3 separate regions of the Hordeum vulgare genome follow, and regions 1 and 2 are each linked to region 3. Evidence: chromatin contacts called from public Hi-C data. All regions are on one chromosome and are shown on one strand. Each heading gives the region's core, a stretch centred on a gene start, on an enhancer-like site or on the middle of the called end of the contact. The rest is flanking DNA. Distances are from core to core; before and after follow the strand shown.

Region 1 (3,653 bases), core at 1,141-3,640, 420 kb after region 3:
GTGTAGTTTGATTCAGTGTCATGCTTTACCATTTAATGATCTCGAGCAACATTGCACGAGCCGGTTGTGCAATAAAGTATTTGTTTACTTTTTATTTAAGCAAGCCACCTTGTTGTATATCTTCTATTTTTGGATTTTCGTACTCAAGAGCAACTTAGAAGTTTGAACAAATGCTACTATGATAATATTTGTTGAAACATATGAGTGATTTTGCAGGGTCAAATGGCAAAAAGTATCAAGTCGTAGATGTTATGGCTTATGTTCATGGCATGCATGGTCGACCTATTTTCATCATATGGAAGTTGTTGTTGGTTCGATGAATAAAGACTTGGACTGTTCCATAGTGATTTGTATAGTGACCGAACATGAGTCTCTTATGAACTTATCCAATATTGTGTAATTGGGTATAGCTTGTATGTTGCCCTATGTATTTCCTTAGTGGTTGTAGCTAACTTGAGTGAAGATAACTAATGAATCTTCTATATGTTGCATATAAATGTATTGATCAATGGTGTCTTGTGGTGAATACAAGAGTGCAATTCTTTGTATATGTATTCCGTATTGAACATGAGTTGAATATCATGAATGCAATTTCATTCAAAATATGATACATTTGCATTTTTGCTGAAATGTAGGACCCTTGCAATAAATGTGTCGGCAAACGTATTGGACGTCACACTATGTGTAAGTATAGTGCACGAACACACAAACTGTCGGCGTAGCAATGGATGTCACACGATTTGCCAGCATAGCACACTGTCTGATGATCTGTCGGCACAACTTAGTCTGTCGGTGTATAAATGTCTGTTGGCATAGATCTCACCAATGTTGTTATACTTTTTTGTCAGTATGATTATATTTGTCGGTAAAGACCTTTTCCGACAGAACCTGTCGGAAAAGGTCTTTGCCGACACAAAGTGTGTCGCCTTAGGTGACTTATGCCGACAGATTGTTTGACGCTGTTTTGAGTGTCGAGGTGTAGTGCATGTAAAATGAAAATTAACTATCATGAGGAATGAGGAGCTCCTTACACGTATGGTGACTAATATATTTGGAATATTTTTTTTTATTACACACCCTATGTACGTGGTTGGAAAGAGTAACGAGCTATGCACGCACACAATTACTACTAGTGGTGTTAAAAAACGATTTTTTCTCATTCTTGTAAACTTTCATGTGTACAACTAGGTGTTAATTTTCTTCACCACTTTTTATTATGTTAAAAAACAGATAAAAACAGAAGATACACTGATCATACAAACTTACACATATCCCTTTTTATTTATTTATTGAGAACAGATTCCAGTTTTGTTACCATAACGTAGCACTGTGCTTTTTCTTCATCTGCGGGAACTCAACAGTGGCAAAGTTTTCTTCGACCGGCAGAAGTTGATCCGGCGATCAAACTAGCATTTGGTTACCACACCCTAACGGACACCAGTGTAACAGAAAGGGGACGAATCGATTCTGTAGATGAAATCTCTCCAGATGATGACTAACTAATGACTAATAAGCACGCAGAGCTAATGTGCAATTGATAGAGTCTGGATACATATAAAAAAAAAAGAGTCTTAATAGACTAAGAGACGACGTATGCTTCACCTTTTGTCGAACGCATATATGCTCCAACTGGTCAGCGAGGAACCGCGGAAAGGCGTGAAATGACGCGATCCATGCGTGCAGATAAGCAACGGGTGTTCAACTAGTATTTATAATCTCTTGATGAGCAGTGGATCACTTGCCGCCGCGTACGGCGTAGAGGCAAATATGCTCCGTTTCCACCAGAAATGTTCGAGCACCGACCGGATGTCACTCCATTTTATTTTTTGAAACAAGAATGTCACTCCATTTTACACGTCAGGTGAATATGGTTTATAAGTACATTTTTGTTCTAAACTTCTTCTTTTGCTCCCTCGTGTTTATCGTTCTCGCTTGACAAAAGGGCGTCAAATTATGTATGCATAGCGGTTAACCTATCTACTTATCCAAGAACATATCCGGCACTAGCAAGCACAGAAATTCCAGCAAGCATATATGCGCCGGGTTATCCTAATTCACAACCTAGGCCGAACTGTGGAAATTCCTTGGTGAGGGATGCGGTGAGACGTCAGACGGACCTTTTTGCCGCAAAAGAAAAGTCGTTGGTGGCTTCGTTGCAAGTTCGGTTTTCGGTTGAAAAGTTTGTTCGAATTTGGCGCTACGCTTGCATTCCGCGCAAGAAAAGAAAAGAAACCCGAGCGGAACCATCGGGGAACCGGCGGACAGTTCCCTGGAGAAGCTGATTCGCTGTCGGTGTCGTGTGGTGAGCGGCGAGAGCACGGCCGAACGATGACAAAGCCGCTGAATTCCTGTTGGATGATGCTGGGAATTTGGGCCCCTGTCCTCAGATTTGGTGCCACCAACCAACCAACGTCAATTCAGTTGGAGCTTTGCCGTGATGAACAATCTTCAGGCCCATTGTTAAGCCGTGCTCCAAGTAGTAGTACGTACGCCGATGTGGCTGGCTGATCAGGACAGCAGGTTGCGTTTGGGTGTGTCCACTCTGGGCGGGCATCTGTTTTGGATACCGTGGCTAAAACAATTGCAACAAGACCATACAAATACAGTACTCAAGGACAGGAGCCGCACTTGGCTTTACAGCTGTTAATTGCAGAGGTCGTTTCGTCAAATCGTTGTCGTCTCAAGGACAGGAGAGGCAGAGTATGGAGCCTGTCCTGAAAGTTTTCGCACGGCGGCCAGAAAGATGGGAGATTATTCTACTTGTCCTCTTGCAGTATCGGAATCAAAAGCCGCAGCCTGATTCCGTTTCGAAAGAAGAAAAAAAGCCGCAGCCTGATTGGCTCCACGAACCATATAACGAGCGAGTGACAGACAGACGGTGTATGCTGATTTTGATTTGATGATGGGCCTATTGCTGCTTTCCCTCGTAAGTCGTACTACTACTACTATTGTCATTTCTAACCGTTTTGAGCAAGCTGGATCGCTCAAGAAGTCAAGAGTTGCAGAATTCGTGATGCATGTTGGAACTGGCGAAATATATAAGATCGTTCGAGAGAGTCCGAGACAGAAGCGACAGGGGAAGGGGATAACCAATGTGCCTAAGTACTGTGCTACTCCCTTCGTTCTTAAATATAAGACCTTGTAGAGATTGCACTATGAACTATATACGGATGTATATAGACATATTTTAAAATATAGATTTACTCATTTTGTTTCGTATGAAGTCTATAATGAAATTTGTATAAGGTCTTATATTTAGGAATGGAGGGAGTAGTACGTATTTGATGGTGAGTAGTCTACGTAACGGCCGGGAGGCGAGGCAGCATGGACGGGCAATGGTTGGACACTCGACACGGCGATACACAGGCACCACGGCCACAGTTCCTCTCGTCAGTCACCCACTGTGCCACCCTACAGTGCTCTATCTTTCTGCCACCGCTGGAACAGTGCCTTGATACGTAGCATAGCATACGTAGCTACTCCTACTTGCTTATCTTGAGCAACAATAATGGGCGTTGCCTGCTTCATGATATGGTGCCCTCGCTCGGGCCTGCACGTACGTGCTGTTACTGGCTCACTGCTCAGCAATTGCCCTCTTTTTACTGGCTACAAGTACCAGTAGTAGCCCTTGATAGACAAAACTCTTTGTGCAC
Region 2 (3,676 bases), core at 1,018-3,517, 300 kb after region 3:
ATATTTTGGAGGTGTTCGCCGCTATTGCAACAGAGTACTCGTTGCAAAAAACTAATTGAGTGCATCGGATCATGGCCTATAGATAATGAGCATTAGGAGCTTAATTTCCCTGCAGTTTTGTCCTTGTCCGGCATCAATAATGCATGTGTTAGCCTTGTCTCGAGAGCTTAGCCTTGCACCGGCCTTTGCTAAGATGGATTTGCTTGGCTCCAACTTGGCTTGGCCATAACATGGCTATGCCTAGCTAGCTAGCTAGCCAGGCGATCGATGCTGACCTGCGAGCAAGCAGCAATAGTTTAAGGTCAAGAGCCAAATACAAAGAGCAGATTCGTCCACGTAACAAACTAACCCTCATTTCATAGTCTCCATCCCTTCCACGAGAGGATATACTACTACAACTACGTGGGAGTATAACTCAGAAAAGTCTACTGAAAGCGCCACGTCCCTACGCCATCTCACGGAAACTCAATAAGTAGCATGCGTACACCCTGGCTTCCTCACCTCGACAACATACGTGTTAACATCAGCATCACGTCACCAGTACATATACTGGTATACATGCATGTACACGGTGCGGGATAAGACTGATGTAAGTACGTGCGTAAGGGAGAGGGGGTATACGCTCAAAAAAAAGAGGAGATGGGTAATACGAATACGGTATGCCTACGGAGTAGTACTGGGTGAAGTTAATTCTCTGGTCGCTAGCTGCAAAAGTGCTCAGGCGGTGACGCCAAGATTTGGTCAATTCGTTTAGCTCGTCTGCAACCGGGCCCCGACGAGAGACGAAGCCAGTTTTTTATACCCAGAGTTGATGAGATGGCGGAGGTAGGGTTCGTGGCCTTGTTCGCTTTTGACTTTGGTAGAGGTTAAACATTGGGGTTGCCGTTGGTGTGGGGTGGACTAAAACTCGTCTCCTTTCAAAGGAGACTATTCATCCTGGCAAGGAAAGAAAAAAAAAGACTATTCTGCACTGTATATGTATGTCTCCTCTGTACCGATTGGATGCGATTAATCTGGCGACCAAAATGTTCCCATGCATGAATGTGTGATGGAGCTGTTCGGTCTGTGGCCAGAAATTAGGGTCACCATTGTCCATGAGTCAATAAAAAGCGAGGCGATTAATTCGATCACCGCGGTAAAGCGAGGGGGTGTACGTTACAAGTTGGGCAAATATTTTAGGTATAATGATCAATCAGACTTATCACAGTCTTATACGAAAAAGGAACCGTGAAGCCCAACCAGAGGAGAGAGACACTAAAAGGCTGATATTTTTGTTGTTTTCATTCAAAATCAAAAGAAGAAGAAAAGGGGTTAGTAAAGCGATGAATTAGGTTAGGACTTAGGAGGAGGATGGTGTTGCGTAGGAACCGTTCTCGCACGTAGAATTAGGAGGGGGGTGTTGAACCGGGCTCCGGTCGGCAACTACCCAGCCTGAAAAGTCGAGAGCCGAAAGCCCAAGCAAACACAATGTCTCCTCTCAAGGGGGTTGACCCAGCAACCCTCGGGTAGTCTCATTCCCATGCAATGCAAAGTCCCACGAAAACCAAAAAACAAATATAAAAGGGCATCGGTTTCGTGCTCCTCAATCTTGTGAGCGTCCACACCGATGGTTGAAAGGAAATCCGTCCTAGTTGTTGAGTTAGTCACGCTCACGCATCGGCATCAGCTGAAGCCAGCAGCCAGGACACGACCATCGACCCCCACGTAACTTGCGGTCATCGGAGCCCATCTCCGGCGCCCCAAAACCTGAAGCCGCGGTCAACCCGATCCGTCCGCCCAACCGTGTGCGGCTCTCTCCCCGTCGGTCTCGGCCTTGCTTTTGCTAGTTGCTCCATCCGTTGGTCGTCCTCGCCCTCGCTTCTACGAATGCGCTGGCGTTGGCAACATCTCTGGGTTTTTTCTTTCTCCCTCGTGGACCGGAGATATGCAGTCCGGTCAGAGGCAGTGTCGCCCTCCGTGCTGATCCGATCAGAGTTAAACAAGGCTGTTTAGTTGGCCGCAAAGACCATGACATCAGTGCCAGACAGACAACCATGTACAAGCACCCTCTACTTACTGAACCGCTTGCCACATACTACTACTACTGTATGTGCTTGGCTAATCACGAATCAAACGATGATAAACTAGTAGCAACAACTTTTTCATTAGGCTAGATAGTAGAAGCAACAACTACGTACGCGTTGAATTACGTGTAGTCCCGCGAGCTGGCCGTACAACCAGTCGCCCGGCCAGCCTATAAGTAGACCCCGCCCTGCGTTCCCCCTAAACCATCAACAGCAAGCTCGCCGCGCTTCACACACTTCCCTCTCATCTCAAGAAGACGACGGTACGTGCGCTGCGCACCAGCCTCGCCGCCTACGCGCAAGAGCTCGCCACGGCCACCGCCATGCCTGCCTTGGACGTCATGCCGGAGAAGGCCCACCAGCCCGCCATGTCGCCGTCGCACCACGCCCATGGGTGGGACGCCAGCGGCGCCCCCACCCCCATGCACAAGAGGCTCGACGGCAAGGTGGCCATTGTCACCGGCGGCGCGCGGGGGATCGGGGAGGCCATCGTCAGGCTCTTCGTCAAGCACGGCGCCAAGGTGCTCATCGCGGACATCGACGACGCCGCGGGCGACGCGCTGGCGGCCTCGCTGGGCCCGCACGTCGGCTCCGTGCGCTGCGACGTGTCGGTGGAGGAGGACGTGGAGCGCGCCGTCGACCGTGCGGTGTCGCGCTACGGCCGCCTCGACGTCTTCTGCAACAACGCCGGGGTGCTGGGCCGGCAGACCAGCGCCGCCAAGAGCATCCTCACGTTCGACGCCGGCGAGTTCGACCGCGTGCTCCGCGTCAACGCGCTGGGCACCGCGCTCGGCATGAAGCACGCGGGGCGCGCCATGATGGCCCGCCGCTACGGGAGCATCGTCTCCATCGCCAGCGTCGCCGGCGTCCTGGGCGGCCTCGGCCCGCACGCCTACACCGCCTCCAAGCACGCCATCGTGGGGCTCACCAAGAACGCCGCCTGCGAGCTCGGCGCGCACGGCATCCGCGTCAACTGCGTCTCGCCCTTCGGCGTCGCCACCCCAATGCTCATCAACGCCTGGCGCCAGGGCCACGACGCGTCCGCCGCCGACGACGCCGACGCCGACATCGGCCTCGACGTGGCCGTGCCCAGCGACCAGGAGGTGGAGAAGATGGAGGAGGTGGTGAGGAGCCTCGCCACGCTCAAGGGGTCGACGCTCAGGCCCAGGGACATCGCCGAGGCCGTGCTCTTCCTGGCCAGCGACGACTCCAGATACGTGTCCGGCCACAACCTCGTCGTGGACGGCGGCGTCACCACCTCAAGAAACTTGATCGGGCTGTGAAAATTCACATCACCGACCTCGCATCCATCTACTACTAGCATCTAGATCACCATCAGTAGGAGGAACAAATTAAAGATGATTGTCTAGCCCGCAACTCTACTCTACTCAAGTTCTTTGGTTCGTTCGATGGGTTAATTGATTGATTGATTCCGTGTGTTATTCGTCTGAGCATTCTTGCTTTCGTGCTGCATTTTTCTGGCTTGATTGGTTTTGTCTCTGTGTCCTGCAACGCTCCAATCGTTTCATCGTTTGGGCTCTGGCTAGCAGCCTAGCTGATACGATCTGAAACAGAAAGTACAGTATTACTACTCCTAGTAGTAGCACTGTGAA
Region 3 (3,512 bases), core at 972-3,471:
ACCATGCCAGCAGGTAGGAGGGGCCGAGGAGAGGTGATGAGAAAACAGATAAGTTGATGTAGCAAGGCCACATGGTAAGGTGGGTGGTCATTTTACGTTATTTCCCCACCTTGGTAAATTTCAGATGACTTGTTTTGTACACTTTCAAAATGTTAAAACACATCAGCACGCCTGCTGACACAGCATTAGATCAATTGCTGAGAATGATAACATGCAAATAAAAGGCACCAAGATCAGGGTGTGACGGGGTTATTGGCACTAATTTAAAAACCGTAGGGTGCAAGTGGATGCTATCATACATCATAGCTGAAAGTAGACTACATGATTCAATGGGCAATTATAGTTTTTCTTAAAAGGTTAAATAAAGCAGAGTCAATCTCCATACGAGTAGTTAAATGTTCTAACAGGGCAGGCTCTGATTTCGAGAACAGAAAAGCAAGCTAATATGCACATTGGTGTAGAAGTTATCATCATTTTGGCTCCCCTGATATATACTAACCCAACATATAGAACTAGGATTGCTGCTAGGCTATCATCTCAACGGGCAGTTGCAGTGTAGAGTGTAGACCAAAACATAAGTGAAATCTACAATTAGAAATACCTTTCTCCTCTTGCTTCTTCCTTTTCTCTTTAGGAGCATAAGAACCATCTGCTTTGGCAAAACAGTCAGACTTTGTTTTTGCATATTGTACCCGCTGCACAAGGGAAGGGGAAAAGGTAAGTTGTCAACCATGGTACATGATGAGGCAGTACTGTTAAGACTGATTTTGTTTGTGTGTTAATGTGGCACAATTTCACTTACAGGTTAAAACAATAGATACAAATAGGAGTAATAACTAGATAGATAAAGATCATGTGTTTCAACATTTAGTCAGAGAACATCCGGATATATGATAGTTGAAAGAGTGTACCAGTATGTATAACCTAAGAAAGAAGTGTATGCTAGCACCATTTGAAGAACAAATATATATCGTCTATCTACACTATTCCACAAACTGTTAATATAATTTCGCCATAGCTGAACTTAGGCGAGTGACATAGTGTTTCTGGCAACCTAAATGGTCGCCATAACTACGCCGGATTGTCGGTTAGGCAAAGAACTTAGCACACATGGTCAAGCCTCTGCAGATTACAAAGAAAACACAAGACTTAAACTCAAGGTATAACTGTACAAAAATTTATCAGCGGATACTTTGAATGGAGCACTGTTGTGGTAAACTACTAATGCAAATCTAAGAACCATATAGGAACACTGAATTGCCCACTTAATAATCAGAAATGCTTGTCTCGGACCAAACATACCCACCGTGCTTCTTATGCACGGAAGAGAACACGGAGAATAAAATGTAAAATAAAACACCTTGACATTATTATAAACTAAAGTGGAGATGTTTCACCATTTTTTTGCCGTAAAAATCGAAGTCTTGTAGGCCCCGGAAAGCATTGGTGGCCGCTGTAATTTCACTGAATGCCACCCAGGCTTGCCCCCTGAGTTTATGAGTTTTTAAGGCCACAACATCCACTATTCTTCCATACTGAGAGCACAATGCATAGAGTGATCTCTTCAGCTCTGTAGGAAAGATCAACACACGTTAAAGCATGAAAGGACCGAAATCACTAGCATACTACAACCTACAACAGTAGAACAATTGTTTATGCAAACTAGATTTGAGACAGATACGACCATGCTCGCTTGGAGATTACAAATATGTTCTGTAGAGGGAAGCAATAATTTCGCAAAGTCCTACTGTAGATTTCTCGTCCCCCTTCAAAGCTTTCTGACGCAGCTTGCAGAGAGCGAGACATTCCTAAAAGGATGAGACGGACTGCGCCAAACACGGGTTCCAGCAAAAGCATGGAACGAAACCAAAATCGGGCAGTTCAATCACAGCTCCTACGGCCAGCATTTAACACTATGTACGTTTCGTCTGTCGAGAGTCAAGACCAGAGATCCTACTAACAGAAAAGCGAGGCGCGGACGAGCTAACAGCCTGGATCGGGAGGCTAGGGTTTTAGGAGAGGGACTTTGCCAGCGGGTGCGGCGGGGCGCTAAGCGGCCGGGTGAAGGATACCTTCTTTCTTGACCTTCTCGTTGAGGTTCTTGAAGTAGACGGTCTGGTTCGGGGGAACGTCGCCGGAGAGCATCGCCGCCGCCGAAGACGAGGAGGAGAGAGGCGAGCGCTAGACCTTGCTGTTTCGGGCCGTGCGATTTTTGGGTTTCTAAATTTCCTGGTACACCCCGCTTCCCTTATCTCTTCGGGCCTCGAGGTCGGCACAGGCCGGGTCGATGGGCTGTATGGATGGAGCAGTTTTGGTGTGGATAATATATGGGCCCAGCCTGCTTGTCTGTGGACCGCGTAGATTGGGTGTGTTTGAATGATTTTTTCTGTAGACCTATTGGGCTTACTTTTGCTCTGCTTTTTCATTTGTTTTTCCTAAACCCAAAAAAAATTGTATTTTTCTTCAGTCATGTCTCTCAAAATTTTGCACCCCCCCCCCACACACAGAGATAAAATAACTGTACTTCAGATTCTCTCTTTTTTTTTGCGTGGAACTATACTTCAGACTGATTTGCTACAAAAGTGCCTTTTCACTCGTTTCATGGTAAACTTGGTCCATCATCTACTTTTTTACCTCGTATATACTCTCATTCTAATTGCTCACTTTTGAAAAGTTCCAACGGAAAACGTTCCTGGTTCTGGCAAGACCAGGTAAACCTCGCTGCTCCAAGCCTCTAAGTAATCTCATGCCCACGGGCCATTGTGTGGGTCTCTCGAAGGTTACAGGAACTGAAGAAATGATCACGTTTACTCTGTCAAAAGTTTTGCTGATCGCGGCCACTTTTCCCGAACCGGAAAAGAGCAGCTGAAGTTTGAAGGGCGTCGCCAACAAGCGGAGGCAGCTTTGCGCTTGCTCGGGTGTGAACGGGTGGCTTTCGGCAAAACTCGATTTCTGCGGCTGGAAACGCCGCTTGGCATTGGCCGCCCGCCCAGCACTGGAACAGTTGGTGTTCCTGGAAGCTGCCCGTTCCAATCCATGGTGGATCCCTGCGAGAACTGCTGGATCGCCGCTTTCCTGTCGGGATTACGGCATATCATCATTCATTAAATTAATGGTGAATAGATCCGTCCTGATCGGGCGATGGCTGCCAAGTACCCAGATCGGCCGTGGGAAGCTGGTCGTTTCGTGGTGCTAAAACCTACTATTACAGGATCCGACCACGGATTTCCACGTGGTGGCGCTCGTGCGGACCTCCCCGGCCTTTCCCTTTCCATCGCACGGCTCGGCTGGGTGTGCCCAAGTTGCCGCCTGGACTTGCTGCGTTTAGCTGTCGGGGCCATTTTGCCGCCCATCAGCAGGGCTGCATGGCAGAGGTCTACTTCCAGTTGCAGCAATGGGACAGCTAGCCCCTTCCAGATACACGCCACAAGTTGGTCCAGTGGGACTCAGTGTTCATAATAATCCAGGATAACGGGGCGATTATAAATATACATACTCCATCAGTTCAGCCT

Evidence for each region. A called contact is a pair of places that touch in the nucleus more often than the background predicts.
Region 1: a Hi-C map of seedling shows a contact between it and region 3, with 5 times the contacts expected there. The contact joins the enhancer-like site here to the promoter of LOC123448868 in region 3. A contact is called at or near these places in 1 of 6 Hi-C or Micro-C datasets (seedling) and 1 of 1 datasets of contacts at active chromatin or transcription factors (embryo).
Region 2: a Hi-C map of seedling shows a contact between it and region 3, with 3 times the contacts expected there. The contact joins the promoter of LOC123450598 here to the promoter of LOC123448868 in region 3. A contact is called at or near these places in 2 of 6 Hi-C or Micro-C datasets (leaf and seedling) and 1 of 1 datasets of contacts at active chromatin or transcription factors (embryo).

The regions. Positions count from the first base shown.
Region 1 is chr4H:441,160,853-441,164,505 of MorexV3_pseudomolecules_assembly, reverse strand. No RefSeq gene overlaps it. Among protein-coding and RNA genes, the nearest start is that of LOC123450598, 120 kb to the left of the region's middle. Within about 2 kb of position 2,390, at least 3 of the 3 cell types and tissues checked have open chromatin away from gene starts, as enhancers often do. A contact at or near this core is called in seedling, where this site is marked.
Region 2 is chr4H:441,278,909-441,282,584 of MorexV3_pseudomolecules_assembly, reverse strand. It overlaps LOC123450598 (sex determination protein tasselseed-2-like), which reads left to right and starts at 2,267. Exons shown (of 1, transcript XM_045127767.1): 1 at 2,267-3,505. The coding sequence starts at 2,267. The coding sequence ends at 3,346.
Region 3 is chr4H:441,581,039-441,584,550 of MorexV3_pseudomolecules_assembly, reverse strand. It overlaps LOC123448868 (U2 small nuclear ribonucleoprotein B''-like), which reads right to left and starts at 2,221. Exons shown (of 5, transcript XM_045125896.1): 1 at 2,073-2,221; 2 at 1,398-1,570; 3 at 602-695. The coding sequence starts at 2,145.